Regions from separate parts of the Mus musculus genome. Here region 1 is linked to region 2. The links are chromatin contacts, called in public HiChIP or PLAC-seq maps. All regions are on one chromosome and are shown on one strand. Each heading gives the region's core, a stretch centred on a gene start, on an enhancer-like site or on the middle of the called end of the contact. The rest is flanking DNA. Distances are from core to core; before and after follow the strand shown.

What was found. HiChIP or PLAC-seq counts read pairs in DNA pulled down with a chosen protein or histone mark.
Region 1: an H3K27ac HiChIP or PLAC-seq map of the NIH/3T3 cell line shows a contact between it and region 2, with 5 times the contacts expected there. The contact joins the enhancer-like site here to the promoter of BC052040 in region 2. A contact is called at or near these places in 5 of 115 datasets of contacts at active chromatin or transcription factors (the NIH/3T3 cell line, embryonic stem cells and pancreatic cancer cells) and 1 of 9 other capture datasets (pancreatic islet).

The regions. Positions count from the first base shown.
Region 1 is chr2:115,778,348-115,784,428 of GRCm38.p6, forward strand. It overlaps BC052040 (cDNA sequence BC052040), which reads left to right. Exons shown (of 11, transcript NM_207264.4): 11 at 1-421. Among named protein-coding and RNA genes, the nearest start is that of Gm52524, 4.5 kb to the left of the region's middle. Within about 2 kb of position 2,379, at least 73 of the 459 cell types and tissues checked have an H3K27ac peak or open chromatin away from gene starts, as enhancers often do. A contact at or near this core is called in the NIH/3T3 cell line and pancreatic cancer cells, where this site is marked.
Region 2 is chr2:115,577,655-115,584,156 of GRCm38.p6, forward strand. BC052040 (cDNA sequence BC052040) reads left to right here and starts at 4,062. Exons shown (of 11, transcript NM_207264.4): 1 at 4,062-4,331. The coding sequence starts at 4,231.

The sequences.
Region 1 (6,081 bases), core at 1,129-3,628, 200 kb after region 2:
GCCTTCCTCCCAAGGGTCACAAGGGTGGCAGGTCCAAGACAGGATTTTCAGCTCTCCTGAGAGAGTACAGGAAATCACGGGAGAGAAGGTAGGGTTATGGGTAAGGCAGTGTCAGGCAAACGCCTGTTTCCACCTAGAATACAGCGTGCAGGTTTGGCGTATGAAATAGATGATTGAAGACCGCTACTACATTGCCTGTATACACAGTTTAAAGAAAAACATTAAAATCTGGTTTCATGGCATGCCCTAAGTTACCAGTTTGGTTTGTTTGGGTTTGGTTTGGGGGCACGGGGGGAGCAGTAAATTACATGCACCTGCACAGATGTTGGCAGTCTTGCTAAACCCTTGTCAGAGATTTGCTTGTTCCAACATTAGCCTAATTTATGATGACCGTTCACTAATAAAAGGTGCTTTCGTTTGCCATTTACCCTTCTACCTGGAGCCCTGACATAATGTGTTGTGGGAAGGTTCTGCTGAGCCCCACCAGAGACACCACCTAGTATTTATGAGTGGGGCTTCACAGTTTCACCCTTCAAAACAAGAAAGGAACCAACAGTAAGTACTGTGGTAACATTGTGGGGGACTCAAAAGACCAGTGGGATCCCTGTGTCAACTGTGTTTCATTCAAGACATCTGGAGAAGGAGTGACACTCCCAGATGGAAAGCTTAAAACCTCGGACTTTTCTTCTGTCTTAAAAATCCTTCTCTGAAAAAAAAAAAAAAATCCTTCTCTGGGCCCTGGAGAGGTCTTTCAGCATTTAAGAGCATAGTGCTTTTGCAGAGGATCCAGGTTCAAATCCCAGCACCCAAATCTCAGCTCCAGGGGATCCGTGTCCTCCATGGCCACCACGCATGTACATACTACACATACATACATGCAGGCAAAACACAGAATAAATGTCTTAAAAATACCTGCGCAATATCTCTCTACATTGCTTGCCTGCTTATTTTTGTAGTATAGGCAATCCAAGCATCAGCCCTGGATAGCAGTCCTGCGATAGCTTACTTTTGTGTGTGTCATCATTAGAGCATTAATATTAAAGCCAAATTCTTTAATATCTTTATGGACCATTTTGCACACTGTGATGATGAGTGCACCAAGTCAGGATGCAGGAATATGAGTGGAACATAACTCTAAAGAGTGTTCCCTCTGTCACAGAGACTTGCCACACACCTGTACCCTCAGACACACCAGACCCCTTTGCAGAGTGGAGACGGATGGACTCCAAACACGTCCATCTGATCCACCTGATGTTCATGGTGACTGTGCGACTCCTCTCTGTCAGTCTCTCCCCTTCCTTAAAAAAACATAAACAATTGGCAATCTTTTCTTTTACCTTCCAGTAAGGTGTGTGTCAACCTTTTTTACACATGAGAAAGTTCAGAGTTCTGAAGTTCACCTCTTAACAGAAGTATTCATTTTAAGTATAAGCCCTCATCACCCCATGCAAGGCTTAACACCACTCTGAAAAAAAAAAATGATGAATTATTGGTCTTTGGGGATTGCATTAACTCCTGAGAGTCACCAGGGAGGACGCTGCGTAGAGTCCTGATGAGGTAGTCTAAATAGTCCCCTGGCTGGCGATGCTAATTAACACCCAGCACCCAAGTGAACAGTTAGCTCACTGACTCTCCCTGGGACCTGCGCCTATTGTTTACTTTCTACACTGGAACCAAGATACCTGGTCTTTGCTCCTTTGAGCCTGTTTCAGACCTGGAGTTTCAATTAAATGAAATCTAAAGAACGATGTGTGTTTGTTCTCTTCCTGCTTCTTCCTGGTCATCTTCCCTTTGATTCACCTCAAATTTCCTTCCATGTGGCTATGCCTTCCTCTTCATTGTTTCTTTGTAGACCATGATCCCAGAAGCAAGATACATCTTCTCTAGACCCTTGGGAGGTCACAACTGACTAATCTCTTCAAGTAAAAGCAAAACTCATGCACTTCACCAGCCACAACACCAGAGTGCATGTCACCCGTGCCTATAGGATCGTCCTGTGTGCTTAACTTAAAAATATTTCATACAAGATTCATGCCTTAGGTAAATGTCTTGGCAAAAGGAGGCAACAAAGCTGGACACGGTAGCAAACGTCATCCCTACCCTCAAGAAGCAGGGACAGTCTGGTTTACATAGAAGTTTCTAGGCCAGCCAAAGCTACAGTATGAGCCTCTGTCTCAGGGGGGAAACACACACACACACAAAAGAAGCCAAGACCTGGAAGGTTTTATAGAGTCTTTCAGCTCATGTGATTGTGTTCAGCTGATCAGAGTTATGAATTAAAACAGTAAACTTTCTGTCTGGCTTAGTGAGTCACTCTGCTGGATTATTTTGAGAGCAGCTGGCCATTACCCATGACTGAGAGGAGACTGCTTCATAGAATAAGTATTTGATGACAAGGATGGGAGGAGACGCCCTCCCTGTGGGCACATTCTTGACTAGGGTTAAAGAACAAACCGAGAGGGAACTTACCAGGCAAACAATGGAAATGTGCCTGCAGTGTCACCAAAGCGCAAGTTGCCTATCTCAACCTGAGTCACTCGTAAGGAGGGGTCATGAGTGACATGGTTGGGCCTATCTAACATCTCACTGCCCTTCCTTTCTGGAGGAACCCAATCTCAAGCTATTTTATAAAGAAAATGCGTGGCTCTAAAGGTTAAATAAGGAAAGATGGGATTATGAATTAAATAATAACCAGAAGAGCCAGGGTTCCCCTCGAGTTTTGTGCTTTCCTGCTATTGTTTTGAATATGGGTGTGAGACAAAGAACTGCTCAGGTCAGGCACCATAAATTACAGTTTTCATACAATAGTGATCCACGAAAATGATTTCAAAGCTTGATCAAAGTCATTCCAAAAAGCCTTTTAAAAAACTTTTCTACAATACATGGGGGACAGGAAGTTTTCACGTGATGCCTTGACTCATTTCAGTGAGTGTAACAGAGTTCAAGCTGGGTGCCATGCCTACTTTATAAAAAACACAAATCATTGATTAGGTGAGTACAACTTGTGCTGGGTGCTTCCGGTGTGAGGACAAAGATGGCAGGGTTCAATCTAGTTACCTACAACCACTAAGCATTTAGAGTCACTTAGAAAGAAAAGATACATATAACAGGTTTTTTTTTTTCCCTTGAGCATAACTTGCCCACACTTATGTCCACAAGGTATTTGCTAAACCGGATTTACTCCCTACACTCAAGATGATATAACAGGGCTTAGTTTGGTATTTCAATAAGGCAACAGATGTGTTTCTTTTTCATTCCTTTTCCCTCTCGAACTTCTGAGCTGTCTCATGCCATAGAGGAGGATGAAGAGAACTAGGCTCTCGGGAGCAAAGTGGAGAGAGTCCGCAGCTCAACCATTCGTGCACTGAAGGTAGACCAGGGTAGCCATGTCAAGTGCAACTGACCACCCTACACTACGTGGTCAGACCATCTTCACTCTTAAAAGAAGGTCATTTTGAAATGCCACCATGAAATATAACCACATCAATAGCGTAATAACAGTAGAAGTTTAGTGTTTAATTGAGGGCCAAACATGAAAGCAGTGACCATTAACCTAAAATGGCTATGAATTCTCCTGGAAGCTGCTGCTGTTTAAAGAGATTTCTAGAATTACTTAAACTGATCCTTTTTCACATCCAAAGAAAATTCATTCATTCAAAGAAAATTCATTCATTCAGAAATAACCTAGTATGTCTGTGTAGACTTTCTGTTTTCTTTTTTTCTTTTTTTCTTTCTTTTTTTTTTTTTTTTGAAACTATTTTGGAAAGAATCAAAATCCAGGCAAAACTACCTCTTTATAGGAAACCAAAGTTCTTTTTTGAGTAAACTGAAAAACAAATGCAATTTGTGTTCTTACTAAATATCTTCCTGGCCACATTACTTTGTGTTTGTTTAATGTAAATTTCCAGTTAAATTATTATCTTCATGGGGGGGGGGGGGGCGGGGAGGGAGAAACCATATCTATTTTGTTGACTTCTCTCTGCTCCGGAACTTATGAAACCCCCTGGTGTGAAGCAGCTGATCACGAAGTGTTGTATGAAGACATGATTGCTAAATCTATGTTGAACATGTTCTCACTTTCACTACACAAATAGTTGGAGCCATTTCTCTTTTTCACCTAAAAAAATTTAAATAGTCACTGGAATTAAAAAAGCAACATGTATGTTGATATTAAAGAATAAATTACTTTAGAAACATCTCAAATTTTCAAAGCAAATTTATGAAGAATATTTTTTGAGACACACTACTTTTAAGGGGAATTCACTACTAATTTTATCCACTGAGCTGTTAACAGTATTAGAAATCATATTTTTCTTTTAAAGATAGACTTACCTTTATGTTTTAAATTCTATTATTAACATAATTACCCTTAACATCCAATTAGGCCCCAAATCCAAGTATTTAATACAGAGAATTGGAACTATTTGGGGTGTTGTCAGACTCCCTATAACTGGTACTATTTGGGGTGTCATCAAACTCCCTAAAACTGACACTTTTTGTTGCTCCTTCTTATAATATCTAGTTCATGTCCAAATGCTTCCTGGCCATGAAAGTGGCTGGCTGGTTTTAGAGAAAGCATCTCTCATCCTTAGCCTATGGGATCTGACCTTTAAAGAGAAGATGTCCACACTCCTCAGTGGGTGCATCCTTATTAGTCACTAATTCAAGTGTCTCATCATTTGAAAACCAAAGGCATTCTGTTTCCTCAAGTTGGAAACATGTACCACCAGTTTTCCATAGTTTCCATAAACATCTAGAGAGAACTGCCCCATCATACAGGTACCCATGAGACCTGTCCATCTGTGATAGTCAATATTCCTGATGTATTTCTAGCACTAAGGCTATTTAAGACACAAATACTTATCAGATCTCCAGTGTGTATTTAAAAGTCTTAGAAGTATTGGGGAACTTTTTTAGGGTAATGAAAATATGTAAATAAAAAATAAATAAAAAGAAACTTAGAAAAAAAATAGTTACTCATCAAAATGGAAACAACAGAAGTCCCGAAATTTGCAGAAGAGGCAATCATTACAGGAAGAGAAGGAGATGTGTAGAGATTTCAATAAAGTATTTTAGCCAAACTCTCTGTTCAGCAAATAATTTTGTACTTGCCTATGGTACTGGAATTGCTGCTATTAGGATAGGCTCCAAGGTCAGGTTCAGCTCGGCTCTGGACACAGGCTTTCGTCCTCAGTGTAGGTAATATGTGGGCACTCATGTCAAGTACAAAAGCATTCTAAGCAAATGGTATAGAATTCCTTGGCCTAAGTACTAAAACCAGCAGTGACATTTTCCCACAGTACTATAACATCAAGTAAGCTGTTTATAACTAAATTATGTGAATGAAGTTCACATAATTGGGTCTGGAGATGGCTCTGTGATAAGAGCTCTACCCTTGCAGAGGACCCAAGGTCAGGTCCTAGCACTCAATTTAGCACCTCACAACTCCAGTGTCAAAGACGGAGGGGCCTCTGACTTCTGAGGGCACTTGCACTCACATTCAATTGCCTGCACACACACATGCACACACATGCACACTTAATAAAAATAAATCTTTGATAAAAATTTAATAAACCAAATGTATTAATCAAACTGTCATTTTAAAATATGGAAGTACACAAAAAAATAGTAGCAATAGCAGTAAAATAGATACCCATAAATTGTATGATAGTGTTGGTTAAAAACGGCATCTATCATTTTAGTTCTTAGAGATCTGCAGTTTGAAGACTCTTAGATTAGATAGTTCTACACTTTCTAGTTTGGGGAATTTATTTCTCTGTGGGTTGGTGGTTGACTGATTGGGTGGCTAGAAATTTTGTTGTGGTTGTTGTTCTGTTTTACATTTTGAGGCAGACTCTCCATATGTAGACCATACTAACCTCGAACTCACAGACATGGTGAGTGGCACCATCCCTAGGCCAATGAGACTGCATATACTGTATAAAAAAGGTAGCTGAGCTGAGCATGGTGGCGCATGCCTTTAATCCCAGCATTTGGGAGCTGAGGCAAGCAGATTTCTGTGAGTTCGAAGCCAGCCTGGTCTACAAAGGGAGTCCAGAACATCCAGAGTTATTACACAGA
Region 2 (6,502 bases), core at 2,812-5,311:
TTGATCTTATTTTAATAATTTGTCCACAATAAATGGAAAGAAAAGAGGTGGTTTAACATAGATAATTTGAGAAATGCTCTTCTAAAATGTGGCACAGTAAGTTAATAGAAACCACTTATAGGCTTTACCTTTGCTAAGTGGGTTTTTTTTTTGTTTTTGTTTTTTTTGTTTTTTTTTGACAACAAAGACCCAAAGAGGTGCCACACTGAACTGCAGGAAGATGTGGCAGTTTCGGTGTGTAGTGGATCTTGGTGAAAGTCCCGTGGACATTCCTCTGGTCTTAGACCACTGATTACAGACCTTCCCCCGACTGACTTCATACAGACACACACTCATCCCTATCTGTTTACAGTTGGTTTGTCTTTCTGTATATTTTCTTTCCCACTTTTTCTTCATTTTCTTTTCTTTTTTCTTTTGGTTTCTTTCGAGGCGGGGTTTCTCTGTGTAGCCCCGGCTGTCCTGGAACTCACTCTGTAGACCAGGCTGGCCTTGAACTCAGAAATTTGCCTGCCTCTGCCTCCCAAGAGCTGGGATTAAAGGCGTGTGCCCCCACTGCCCGGCCTTTTTTCTTCAGTTATTGAGTTGAGTAGTTGCCTCCCCTCTCCACAGCAGGTGTTTCATCTTCACTGATAATCAGAAGATTTTTTTTATTATTGTTTTGAGATTAGAATAAAATGACTACTTGCTGAAAGGTGATTTAAGCTTTGGTTCAAAAGAGAGATGACATAATATCTCATAATCAGATCAGCTTGTGTTCAAACCACCGTTTTACAATTTAGTAACGAAACATTCCAGGTAAGCAGACCTTAATTGTTTTTTAGGTTTATTTTATGTGTATAAGTGTTCTGCTCACATGTATGTATATGGATCATATGTCTGCTTGGTGCTCATGGAGGTCAGAAGATGACATTGGATTCTTGGAACTAGAGTGATGAATGGTTGTGAGATATCATGCAAGTGCTACTAACCAAACCTGGGTCTTCTGCAAGAGCAGCAAGTGCTCTTAACTGATAAGCCATCTTTCCAACCCGACCCATCAGCAGCAGCATCACCACCACCATCATCATCATCATTATTATTTGACTTCAGTTTCCAATATATAAACCAGTAGCTTTACTGGACAGTGTAACTGCCGAGATTCAGTAACATAAGGTATCAGTGGAATGATAATTGCCCATAACAGACTCTCAAAAAATTAGCATTCTTCTTTCCACATGTTCAGTTAGTAGACTTCATTTACTTTAAAATGGTCAGTGTAAATGTTGACAGAAGCCCTATGAAGAGCATCAGAGTTTTCAATATAATAAAAGTAGTGTGATCATGGTTTTAAAAACTTGCGCTCGATTTGGTAGGTTATTTGAAAATATGGCTGAGTCTTTCCAAGGCCACGAACTCCTTACTCTGCTTAGAACTCTGCTACAGTGGGAATAATTTCCCCAGCCGCCTAACTCTGCTCATTCTTAATTTTAACCCTTTGTATCAGTGCCTTTACTGAAAGGAGCACATGCCTCACATCCACACTGCACCCCTCTTTTAAAATGTTCAACATTCAACCATCCAGGAAGGGGGTGATGAGGGATGAGCGCAAAGCGGGCAGGAGCAGGAAGAAAAAAAGGGGGCCTCAAGTACATGCTCAGCCAAGTGCAAGCATTTCTGTTAGGAGGGGAAAAAAACCAATTAAGTCACAGCAGAAGAGCTCCGCCCAGCTCTTATTTTGTACCTAATACGTCACTGCAGATGAAAGCAGCACAGAACACTCTGCTTCTCCCAGTACTAACTTTGTAAACAACGACCAGATTTGAGTTAAAATAGTAGGCTGCCAGCATGTTCAAAATAAAAACAAGAAAAGAAACCTGGCCATTTCCGTAAGGGTTGTGAGGGCGAGGGCAGGACAAAAGCCAGGGAGAAGAGGGTTGCTATAAAAACAACTAGCGCAAACATCCTTGAACTGATGTTTTCTATAAAATCCCCGATGGCTGTGAACTGGAAGGAGCGAAGCTGTGAAGGGGAGAGGGATTGGGAGCCAAGTGCTGTCTGCTTCTCGTCAGTCAGCTTTCCTGCACAAGTCACGGCAGGGTCAGCAACAAACTAACCAGGTGGCAACTCCAGGCTCCGCTGCCATAAATAACGGTTATGCGCTAATGTCACACAACCAGATCTAGATGTAAAGCATATGGGAAGGAAACTTTCTGAGGTAAAGATCTAGAAACTCGCAGCGCTTGCTCAATTCAGGGACCGCTGTTGGTCCTGAACTTTGGAAACTGTCAAGAAAATATAGTGAAAACTAGAGGGGGAAAAAGAGCCCCTTGTATGTGATTTTTTTTTTTTTAATTAGAGTATTTACTTTAAAAAAAAAAAAACAGAAAAATGGACCCTTTGGGTTTAGGAGAGTGACTAGGAGATGAAGTGATTACGCATTGTTGAGAGGCAGCAACACAGCGTACCAATTTTCACTTAAATCCCACTCTGGCTATTGACTTGTTCTCATGACCTCCGGGAAGTTCCTTGACCTTTTATGCCTTTGTTCACTCTGAACAAAGGAAGGACGGAGCAATAATGGGGATAGAACCTGCGCCAGGGGAAGTTACTGGGATTAAGGGAGTCCTTACAAGAATACCAACAAAACACTATCTAGTAAACATCCTACCTAGTTTACTTAAGGAACTTAGTCTTTATAACCTAAGTTACGTAAATAATGTCTGTTGAATGCTATGCTAAATAAATGTCTCTTGTACTATCTTATTGTTTTTATTGACAGATGGTCATTGGACATAGTGCTGATTTCACAAATATAAATTCTTTCATTTTTATGTCCACACACTCCCCCAGTCTTATTGCTTTCTCAGTATTTCTCTGCGTTCTTTCTTGTACATATGTGTATGTATGTAAATGTGTGTGTACTTGTGATCTATGTAAAACTGAAGAGCCACAAGGGAGAGGAAGCAAAAGATATTGGTTTGAGTCCTTTTTCCAGATGTAGTCATTATTTTAATCTTTAAAACTGTGTTTCTAAACCACATTTTGTTTATTCTTTCATCTGTTGACTGACAACTACGGTGACTCCATAACTTGGCTCTATACTACCTTATTTAGTCTTAAAACCTGCCTCATGAATTACAAATTTTTATAGGTAAAGTAATTGAGGCTTTGATGAACTAAAGAATTTACCAATGGGGTCTTATCTAGGCCAACCTTCCAACTTACACTTTACACCAAATGAAAGCAGTAAACCGTTTAAACGTGCTAAAACCTAAGCAGATTTTCTTCCTTTTGCTCAAAATGGGAGAGAACACATATCATACGCCCACCTTAGAAACAAAGGTTTCAAAAAACCAAACCAAACCAAACCAAATATATAGATGCTCTAATATATTAACTCAGAAGTTCGTATTTCTACACATTATTGGGCACTCACTATTGTGGGGGCCAGGAATTTACTTCTTTATGTATGCGAGAGTGGAATTGACATTCTACTGCCAGTTGTTTTAAGATGCAGAATTTAAGTTCTCAACAAAACCAGCATTGCTTTCCACCAGAGAATTTAATGCAGAATTTAAGTTCTCAACAAAACCAGCATTGCCTTCCACGGGAGAGGCTGAAGAACTTTCCCAGCACAGGCGAAACCGCTGGTTTGCAGAGATCCTGTTCGCTGCTTAGCTTCCGCTCACCTTGCTCCTTTGCAGGCCATCTGCTCAGAGCGGCAGAACTGGGCGTGTCGGAAAAAAACACATTCAAATCCCGCGCTCCACCAGAGCACTTCCGGGTTTCCAACTCCAGGCTGGAAAAGCATCCCTGTGACCCGAAACGGGCCGTCTGTGTTTCTCGCAGCTGGCAGAGTGTCTTCAATGAGCGTCTGGGTTCCGATCTCAGGGAGGTGTTGCTGGGGACACCTGCCCCTAAAGACGCAAAAAGAATTCGGTACGCAGCCGCCACTTCCTGGTTGCTTTGCCCTTACCCAAGATGGCGGCTAGTTGCCTTCGGCCCGGCTTACTGCGGCTGCTCAGTACACTCTGCTGGCGCAAATAGTTCTACAGCCCGCCTCTCCCGCGGAGGTGAAGCCTGGGACGCTGCGTGTCTCCGCCCCGCGGTGCAGCTAGGGGGGTGTGCTTTGGGGGCATAAGGGATAGCTAAATAAGTGGAGGGCCCAGGGTCGTACCGCGCTCTGCCCTTCCCTAGGTTCTAGGCACCAAGCCCGCACGAGCCCAAGGGTGATTTTTCCTTGGGCCCAATATGATACTAACCAAAGCCCAGTACGAGGAGATAGCCCAGTGCCTAGTGTCTGTACCGCCCACTAGGCAGAGCCTGAGGAAGCTGAAGCAGAGGTTCCCCAGGTAAGTCCCCATCTCCAATTCTCACAGCATTTTACCTGCACCCCAGTTCCCGCCACCCTGGCAGTCATAGAAGCCACGTGTCACACACAAATGGGAGGAACAGAGTTAGGTCGAAGATCATGAGAATGCTCTCTTCCCTCCACCTGCCTACCATACAAAACATTTAATGGCTGAGGCTCCTGAAGTCACTCCAGGCCTTGGGAGTTGAATCCAACTCAGCAGATCTTTACTTGATACATATTGCGGGTATGAGAGTGTACACATATTAAGTAGGTGCTTCATAGATGACCAGTGGTTAATCCACAGATACTAGCAGTAAATAATTGGTAATGGGATCTTTGCAACGTAAAAAAACGTGAATTGGCGGTTCATCGCACTGGGGTGCTGCCAACTTGACACAGACACCTAGAGATGGTAGATCTAGAGTGAACAGGACCCTTTCGGATTGCCACTGGTAGCAAGAGGGCCCAGGCCCAAAGGGGGCCTTGTCTTGTTGGCTGTGCAATGAAAAGATTCTTTATAGAGTTGAGAACATTAGGGGGTCACACTCTTGAGTCTGGTCATTTGGATCTCAAGGTCTGAAGGTTTCTCATTGTGTGCATACGTATTCCCCATGGGTTTCATACTTTTCACTTTGTTGTGGGATTTTAGGATTTTCCCACCTGCTAGGAAAGGTTTCTTAGAGATTATATAACATAGATTTTTTTCCATTTATAAGATGTAAAAACTGAGACCCACTCATTACTTGAATACCTGTTCAAAACAACTAGGTCATCATAATTAATATGTTAAATAATACAGAACATTTTGTATATTTTTTTATTCAAAACATATTATGACATTGAGCATAGTTACTCCTAATGGAGAGCTTTCCTATCAATAACACATAGCCTTTGACCATGCATCACCAGAGAGATTTCATTGAGAAAGACAAGTTATTGGATAGTAGGTATCAATACAAATTGAAGCATATCTTTCATGACCTCATATTTGGTAGACTAATTTTCCTAGACTCTAAAGAGAAAGGCTCTCCTTCCAATATTGTCCATACTTAAGGACTTTGTAGCTAGGGGATTTATCATAGTTCCTGTTCAAGAGCAGAGTTGACAAGTTGGAATTTAATTATTATCACTAGTTTTTTTTGCATCCTTTCTAAAATGAGTGGTGACTGACCATCCAGGGGGAAAAGGTATAAGATGTAGGTATATTATCACATGTATGTTATATAGTATATGGAATGTTTTATATGTGTATACATTGCTAGGGAGTTTTGGAGCTTTTTTGATACATTGCTATCATTATGGACACATATTACTATTTTCAAAAGAACATATGTATGTATTTGGATCCATATGTGTCAAGGTATGTGTGGAGGTCAGAAGAAAATTTGGAGTTGTTTCTTTCCTTCCATCAAATGGGTCTGGCAGTGGAACTCATGTAGTTAGGCTTTTTGGCAAGTGATTTGATCTACGAAACTATTTTACCAGCCCCACCATTAAAATATATATATATATATATATATATATATATATATATATGTGTGTGTGTGTGTGTGTGTGTGTGTGTGTGTGTGTTCGTATGTATAGTTATATGTATAGTTATATCCTAGAGTGTTTTCTAAAATTTAAATTAAAGCTGAGAAATTAAATAAAATACTACTAAATTTGTTTTGAATAATAGTAAGTATATTGCTTGTTGACATTTTATCTATAATAGTCATAATTCCAAAAATGGTTGAGATACGGCTGTATACTTTTGCAAATCTCTTTAAGATCTGCCTTAACTACAAGAAGCTGCATCTATTTTTATATTTAACTAGTTGTCATATATTGCTGATAAAAGGATAAGAGGAGGGACTGGAAAAATGGCTCACTGAGGAAAGTGCTTGCTATGCAAGCATGAGGGGCCTGAATTTGGATCCTGTAGGAGGGAACCTCTTCAGGTTCCTTGTCTCCTCTGTTTAGCATTTTGGTCAAGGTCACATGCTTTGTCTTCTGGGAGCCTCCCCCATTCCATGTCTCTTGGACTTCCTAGAGATTCTCCACCTCCACCCACACCCACATCCATCCTTACCCCTGGGGCAGCTGCAGATTTCTATTGACTCTCCTGGCCTTCTGAGCCTCTCTCCTGTCTCTCTTCATGGGGTATCTTTCCTTGATTGGTGATTGATA